Linked DNA regions of Culex quinquefasciatus: region 2 is linked to region 1. The links are chromatin contacts, called in public Hi-C maps. All regions are on one chromosome and are shown on one strand. Each heading gives the region's core, a stretch centred on a gene start, on an enhancer-like site or on the middle of the called end of the contact. The rest is flanking DNA. Distances are from core to core; before and after follow the strand shown.

The links. A called contact is a pair of places that touch in the nucleus more often than the background predicts.
Region 2: a Hi-C map of whole body shows a contact between it and region 1, with 9 times the contacts expected there. The contact joins the promoter of LOC6049260 here to the promoter of LOC6040673 in region 1. A contact is called at or near these places in 2 of 2 Hi-C or Micro-C datasets (both in whole body).

The regions. Positions count from the first base shown.
Region 1 is chr1:42,257,747-42,261,645 of VPISU_Cqui_1.0_pri_paternal, forward strand. LOC6040673 (GATA-binding factor C) reads left to right here and starts at 1,793. Exons shown (of 8, transcript XM_038252301.1): 1 at 1,793-2,521.
Region 2 is chr1:42,704,078-42,707,976 of VPISU_Cqui_1.0_pri_paternal, forward strand. LOC6049260 (transcription factor GATA-4) reads left to right here and starts at 1,840. Exons shown (of 7, transcript XM_038266851.1): 1 at 1,840-2,938. The coding sequence starts at 2,698.

The DNA of each region.
Region 1 (3,899 bases), core at 543-3,042:
TCTATTGCATTTTATACTGAATTCGAAGCACGAATCACAAGTTTTCAATTTTACATGAAATTTGTTCAACTGAAAATGCCTATAAATTTTGAGTGTGTTTAAAAAACACATATTATTTATTATTTACAAACTTATTTAACCTTCTCCTAGTGGAAAATTGTTCAAAGTATCCGAAAATGCATTCCATTTTCCGATTAAAAATCATGATCATTGAGAAAATCATGACACTTTGAGAAGTTTAAAATAATGACTTCCATCAACATTTTCTTAACTATAGTTAACTAACTTTATAAACCTTTCAAAAATTTATGAAAAGTTCTTCTTGAAGTACTTTGAACACTTCTCTACCACGGTCAGTATGTTTCTGAACCATTCCTTACGTATTTTAAATGTACTCTTCATTTTGCGGAAAAATCGCAAACCTATCAAAGTCACCCCGTTTTACGGTACAGTTTTTTCTGAGTCCTGTTAAACTTTAAGAGTTTTCATTATTTGAGTGGATAGTTCCCGTTAAATTAAAAAAAAGTTTTTTGTTCTGATTTTGATTTTAAATATAATTTTTGAAAAGTGAAAAGTCAACTTAGGGGATTATTTGAATGTAAAGAATCTCAGAGATTCATGCATCTCATGGAACAATCCCGCTAATTTGTTGAGTTTGAGTAGTTTATTTTCAGAGTTTTTTTTAAAAGGTCCTATAAGCTATTGTGTTTCATATGTTCTTGGTCCTATACCTATTAAAAAAAACTCTGGTTACGATCTTTTGGCCCTAAATTGCGTTATGGTATGAAAATCAGTCCAGGTTTGGCAAGTTTGTCTCTCATTCCTTCCCCATTCAATCTAGATCCATTCCATTCTCCTGCGGTTACCCCCTTCCACGCCAAAAGTGGCAAAACGCCACCGAATAAGGACGTGTCTGGAGTAACAACTCTTCATCAACCGAGCGCTGTGTTCTGCGCGACGTTACATCCCGCACGCGTTTGCTGACTCCTGTTTTCATCCATAACATCGCAGTAGGCTCTTGCATACGAGGCTATCGATGCTGCTGGTCTCGCTGAAGACACTTCCACAGCCCACCTACACTCTCTACCCTTGCGTGGTGCTTGACACGCTGTCAATCAGACACATTGTGCGAACTCATCATTTTTTTTGCTGCTCTGTTCTTCTTGGAGACACTCTAACAAGAAGGCGAACGACGCTTCACCCGACTCGATGAAGTTCAAACCCTATTGTTGAGGGAGGGGAACTCACTTGAACGGAGCTCGGGGACATCTGCTAGCCCTCTAATTCGAGAGGTGCCGCGCGCACATTGTCAAACTCCTCCAGTTAGGACACCGGTGTACAACACAACGAGATCCATCGATACAACACAATTCAATTAGTTCATTGTCATCGGCGAACGCATCGTACCGACACCTCGTGTGTCGCACCAGACGGCGGCGTTACACAGCCATGCAACATCGGAGTAGGCTGCGAGAGCGAAATTCCCTTTTTGTTCGGCGCGTTCGTTGCACACTGTGTTCGTTCGTGTGCACGACAAGACCGGTTTTGGCTGGGAGACGCCCCGTTTGGGGGTACGGTTGTGTTGGTGCTGCGTACGGATACGGCGTGACCACGCCCTTTTGCGGGGGTTTGACTGTGTGCGTTACGGCGCGTCGTGCCGTGTTTTTATTGTGCCTCTGCTGCGCACTGTGTTTACAGTGTAGATAGGAGGTTCGTGGCACTAATACAGGTTTGGCGGGCAGGTTGCGATTACTTCCTCTTTCGGCGAACCTCTCACACCAGGTTCAGATCGTGAGGCACGAGGGGGTTCTGCACATTTTGCTCCGGCTGCGGCCACATTCTGGATGCACAACGGTGGATCCGTGCCGTGTGGGCGCGCGCTACGGTAGTGTGCGTTGCACAGCCGTACCTCTACGGGGGCTAGCTTCAGTCGGTCTAAGACCGTTGTCGTGGTTGCGCGCTTTTATGTTGGAAAGTTCGGTTTTTGCCCGCACACTGCACTTTTGCATCACACACTCACACTCACGCCAGGGATTTGACGCGTTCGCGTTCTAGGTGCCCCCCCTGGAATCCGTGCCAGCTCGGTCAATCCAAACAAAAACAATGCTCCAGACCTAGGCTCAACGGGTCTGTCCTCTGTCCTTTCCTGTGTTCCAGCAGAGTTTGACGTCTGAGATTTTCCGATTCGCCCAGGGACAGCTCCTTCGCCATATGGTTCCACGCGCGTAGTCCGTTCGGGGTGTCCGTACCAGGAAGCCGGAACCTTACGCGGGCGTTACGGGTGCGCGTTACGCTCTCCAGTTAGGTCAGTTTGATTGCAGTGACAAGTGTAGTGACAGCCTCAATAATCGTTCAGTGTGAATAGGCGAAGATCCGCCGTGAAGATATCGGCGAGAGCCGGCTTTCAGGTCGAAGATTCTTGTACGTTGATAGCGCGCCGCGTTCGCCGCACAGTTCGGAACTCGTGGAAGAATTTGGAACCTTAACACGGTAGCGGTCGCTGCTGTCGCGGAGATTCGAGGTAATGACACAGTTATTCCGGAACGGTCTATCCAGGATCTAGTGTGTCTTCGCTGCGAGATTATCGGGCCGATCTTTACGATGTAATTAAGAGCCCCGTGTACACACCTTGCGCGTAGCGGAGACTGCCAAATATTTTTGACGCAGTGGGTTGTGGTAGTGGTGGCGCTGCCGTTCGGCCTTCACGCGTGTGTTTGTACGTCAATAGCCGAGACACACCTGTAGTAGTCGGGGCAGGGTCTCTCCACTCTACCTCCGCGCAAACGGACGAATGAAGCTATAACAATTTGGGATCGTTATCGGAACTGTTCACTTATCGGAGGAGACCCGCTCGCTCACGCTAGATTGGCCATAAATTCAAACAATATTGACAGGCCCGAGCCCGAGCTACGACTCCGGAGGTTATGTGCTGTAACGGTGCCCGAATTTTTGCAGCGTTTTGCTCCACTTTACAGCGTCTCACCTGCCCAATTGCCCTCGCGAATTGCACTGTCTGGTCCAAACATTTGTGGCCGTGTCGTAAATTCGAAGAACACAAACCTTCTTTTTTTTCGTCGGTGGCTCATTGACCGTGGAAACGGGTGGAATCAACCCAACGCAACGGTTAACGCGCCGCCTCGGTCAGTGGAGATTCGAACCGGCCGATACAATTGTGTATTGAGTTATAGGCGCCAATCAAGTTTTAATTGCTGGGTGAGCGCTGGATTACTCCCCCTCCCTCCCTTGCCGTTTGCACCCCTGGCCACCCTGTCACAGCGAGGGTTGTGACAACCTGGGCCGGCGGCGATCGGTGAATCGGTGGTCAGTTTTATCGAGTGAGATAATCCGTTTTCCATTTGTTTACACTATCGCTGAAGTAGTACTCCCGTTGCGGTTATTGTTTGTTGTAGGTGTGTAATTAGTGATGATTGATAGGTAGAACAAGTGCAAGGCGTTGCAATTTTGATGTGAAGATGATCTGATCTTGTTAAGTTTAAGAATGCGATTTGGACGTTGAAATAAAGTGTTGCAAAAAATGTTATCAAAATTGTTCTAGATGTTTGAAGAATCGCCCTTTAATTAGATTAAGTAAGATGGAATGAGATCAGTCTTCTTCATGTTTTTCACACTTGAGATAGTCAAGATTGAATTTGTTGATTATTATGCTGCCCATGTTCGCATAAATGTCCCATATGCAAAAACAGCAAGCTGAGAAAAACGCATTTAAAGTTTGTCCCACACATAAGGCTACGTGTTAAGTTTTCGCGAAAAACTGGATTTCCTCTTGATTTCTAGAACAAAGTACTCGATTTTATAGGCTCTTTTGAAAAAGCACACGATTTTGAACCAAACTGCATCAATAACTAGAAGTTGATGAAAATATGCATATGGGACATTTA
Region 2 (3,899 bases), core at 590-3,089, 450 kb after region 1:
AAATACTTTTAAACGTGCAAGTCATAAGCACTCTGATAGTATTTTGTGAAATTTGTTAGCTGTAAAAACAACACAGTTTTATATTTTTAATTCTCAAATTTATTAAATTTAATTTATCTTAATAATTCATTGACAGTTTTTTTTATACCATGGTGTCATATCGGCAAAGTGTACGGATTTTTGCTCAGCAAGAGTTGGTAGCCTTAATCATAATATTACTTTAACTCAACCCGTTAACTTTATTAGTTAAAATAAAAAAAAACAAATTAAAACGATGAAATTGAATTGCTGCAAATTGGAATGAAATATTAAAGTTGTTTTAAGGTCAATTTGTAATAATTGTAAACTTGAAATAAAATTTTACAGCGAATACACACTTAAATTTGTATTGTTATGCTCTTTTAGCAGAAACAAACGGTCGTTATACATGAAATAACAATAATTCAATTTGAATCATTTGCTCACAAGTGCATTAATTTCAAAAATAAACACTAGATCGTCTCGTTGTTCACCGTCGGCAACCAAGCAGCGTTTGATATTAACTTATTAATTCTAAAACCATCGCCATAAACTTTACAAGCGAGCCGTAAAATTTTACCGCCCAGCACACTTAAATTTCACCAAATTTAATAAAAATAAAGCGCACACTCTGACACACATCTCCCGCGTTCACATCAATCCAAAAAATAAAAATTAAAAAATCAAATAAAACCACGCTTCTATTCACCACTTAAGACTGCAGCATTATACTATGGCCGCACTTTATTCGTCATCCCACACCACACACACCCCGCGGGGGAACAAAATTTGTAATTAAATGGCGCGTAAAATTGTACCCGATTATACCGACGCGGAACGACGCCAGAAGACGCCACTTTTTCCCTCCGGAACAAAAAAAAAACGTTTGAATCACACCTCAGAAGCCACCACCCTCGAACACAATGTCTTTGCCGCATGAATTTTCATTTCAATTGGACACCGAAAGTCTTCCTTTTCTGGACAATTGTTTGCCTGGGCTGCCCAAAATTAACACATTCGACAGTCAAAACACACATTTTCATCGCCACCACAAAAAGAACCCCTTTCTTTTCCCCTTTCGTTTTCCCTTTTTCCCACTCTGACAGTTTGAACAAAACGAAACGAAACGAAAATCTTATTGTTTTCCATTTTCCCCCTTCTTCGACGAGTCCTCTTCTTGTCCGTTGCGACGACGACGACGACGACACGACGCATCAAGCTGCTACATGTCAAACAACGTTGTCGTCCGAAGCGGGGGTGAAACGTCGTTTCCTCCTCATTATGCGACTGCAACTTGGCCAATGTCACTGCACAAGCTCAACACACACAACGAATCAACAGACAGACAAACGAGGTCCTCTTCAGGAAAGCTCAACCACAGCGAGTCCTCCAACGCACGGGAGAAAACAACGTAGAAGAAATTACCAGCGAAAAACAAGAAAGAAAAGAGAATACGTCAGACTCCGCCCTCGACCAACACAAGCAAACGTGTACGGCGAAGAGCAACGGTGAGCCGATGTGATGTGACGTGCGCTGGCGCTCCGCCCCTTTCGATTCGATGTTCCCTTTTGCCAGTTCGTTCAGTTCCAACCGTAGCAGCCGGTTTCGCTGGTGCTCCGGTGCAGCGCGGTGGTTTCGCTGCTAGTCGGGGTAGCCTACTGCGATATCGATGTGTTCGTGACTGGCGTTTTGCCTCGGTGTTGGTTGCTGGGCTGCTTGCACGGGCTTCTGGTGCTGGGTTTGCTGGTGTGTTGTGGTGCCGTTGTGTGGGTTGCTGCGGGCTCGGTCTCCCTCGGTCTGAATGGGTAGGTGTGTTACACAACCATAGTTCAACAATTAATGCCTTCAGTCGACCCCAGGCCGTCGTCGTGGTTGCGCGGTTTTTTTCCTGTGTTGTGCGAGCGTTTACTTCGAGCGTTTTTTCGAAGGTAGCTGAGGACACGATCGTCGCGCTCCTCTCTTCTTTGTGGCGTTGCTTCTTCAGAGACACCTTGCGCGATTCGAATCTTCGGGGTTTTCGGGGGTGTACGGAACCTGAGCACGCAGCAAACAAAACAAAGTGAGCGCTCGGGATAAACATCTATCTCCCGGAGCAGTGTGACGGTATCCTTTGGGTTGCGGGAGCTCCGATTGCGCGCGCGAGGAAGATTCGACGAGTGTGTATTTGTGTCCAGGAAGGGGTATTTGAGTGGGCACGATTGCCAGGCGATCCGTTTCGCCTTTAATCATGCTAAGTGTTAATCCATTAAAATCGTGAATAGACGCCGCAGCGCAGAGTGTCATCAAACACTGGATTGAATAGATTCGTGGGTTGACGTGTGGAAGTTGGTGAAGTTGGTCAAGCCCGCCGTACAGCAGTGGTGCAAACACCGAGATATGGCGCTTATGCAAAGTGCGTACCGAGCCGTTCGCCAGCAAGCTGAAACGATTTAAACGGCCGACGAGCTGGATGCTGGATGCAAGCGAGTTCACGGTGAAGAGCATCCAGCGGGCTCGCTCCAGCAGCAGTTCCGTTGTGCAAGCTGAGACGAAGCCGTCCGGAAAACAAAGAATTGATTAGCGACTAAGTGAAGTGGTACTCGGCAAAAGCTAGAGGAAGAAGAAGTGGACCAAGAATCCACAACAACCAGAAAAAGTGCAGTGTAGAACAAGAAGACTAACAAAAAACCCCAAGTCAACATGATGGATGCATCGGCGGTGGAGGCTCGCGGCTGGTACGACAACCAGCGGCTAGCCGCCGAGAGTTCGCTGGGGCCGTCGGCAGCTGCAGCGGCGGCTGCGGCCGCTTCGCTCGGTCAGCAATCGGCGGCGGCGGCCGGAGTTGGCGACGCGTCCGACATGAACGCGTTCTATCGGTTCGAGAACGGAGCGGCGGCCGCAGCCCACCGACGGTACTACCCGACCGGATACGGAACGCACGGTGAGTGTGACGGTGGCGACGGCGGCGTAATTTGATTTTCGAAGCTGATAATCTCGATTGTGCATCGCGGGGATTGTATTCAAATCAGAGCGGTTGGTGTTGCGGGGTTTGTGTCATTGGAAGCGGGTAGTGTGACGTAAAGTGTAGGAGTTCCGGGCAGGAAACGGTGCAACGCGTTTAACGCGGCAATTTTGAGACAAACAGTGTTGAGTTGATTAAAAATATTTACCTTTCACGAGTTTGCACGAGTGCACCGGTGTTGATGGCATGATCAACCGACGTTACATTTAATGTCAGTTATCGAACATCGTGTTACAAATCGCCCAGAAAATTGGCAGTAATAGCAAGTTGTAGCAGAACGAAAAATCTTTTCCTGCGATCGGCTAATCAATCTCGCAGCGTACTAGTTAAATCAAATCTTCCAAGAATTTGTTCTCATCGGGATCTCGTGTTAATCTAGTGATTCAACGTCGCTCCAACTGGAATGATGTTTCACTTAGTGTCGATGAATGGATAAAGAATTTTCGATGCTCCCCGTGCGCGCTTGTGCGAACAGTTTTAAATCGCTTCATTGTATGCAATTAGTTATCTCGCGGGGCAGTGAAACTTTGCTGAAGTTATAGAAAATGATTACTTATTTTGCTGAATAATTTTGCTCTGTGGAGCGCGAGCTGCGAATGAAATATTTTGTTGATAATGCGTTATAATGCACGCAAACAAAGTTCGTAAAATTTTAAACATGTTATTTGTTGAATTTAAGAATTCTAGTCTATACTTGCCAAAAGTTTTATATTGTGATTCAATAAAAAATCTTTAATTGTTTATTTTGCCTTGATTTACTGATTACCGATAAAGATAAAGCAAACACTAGTGCGGAAGTGGTAATTCGAAAGTGAGTACGGCTATAAAGTATTTGTTCAGTGAATACAAAACAAACTTATAATAAAGAGTGATTTTTTTT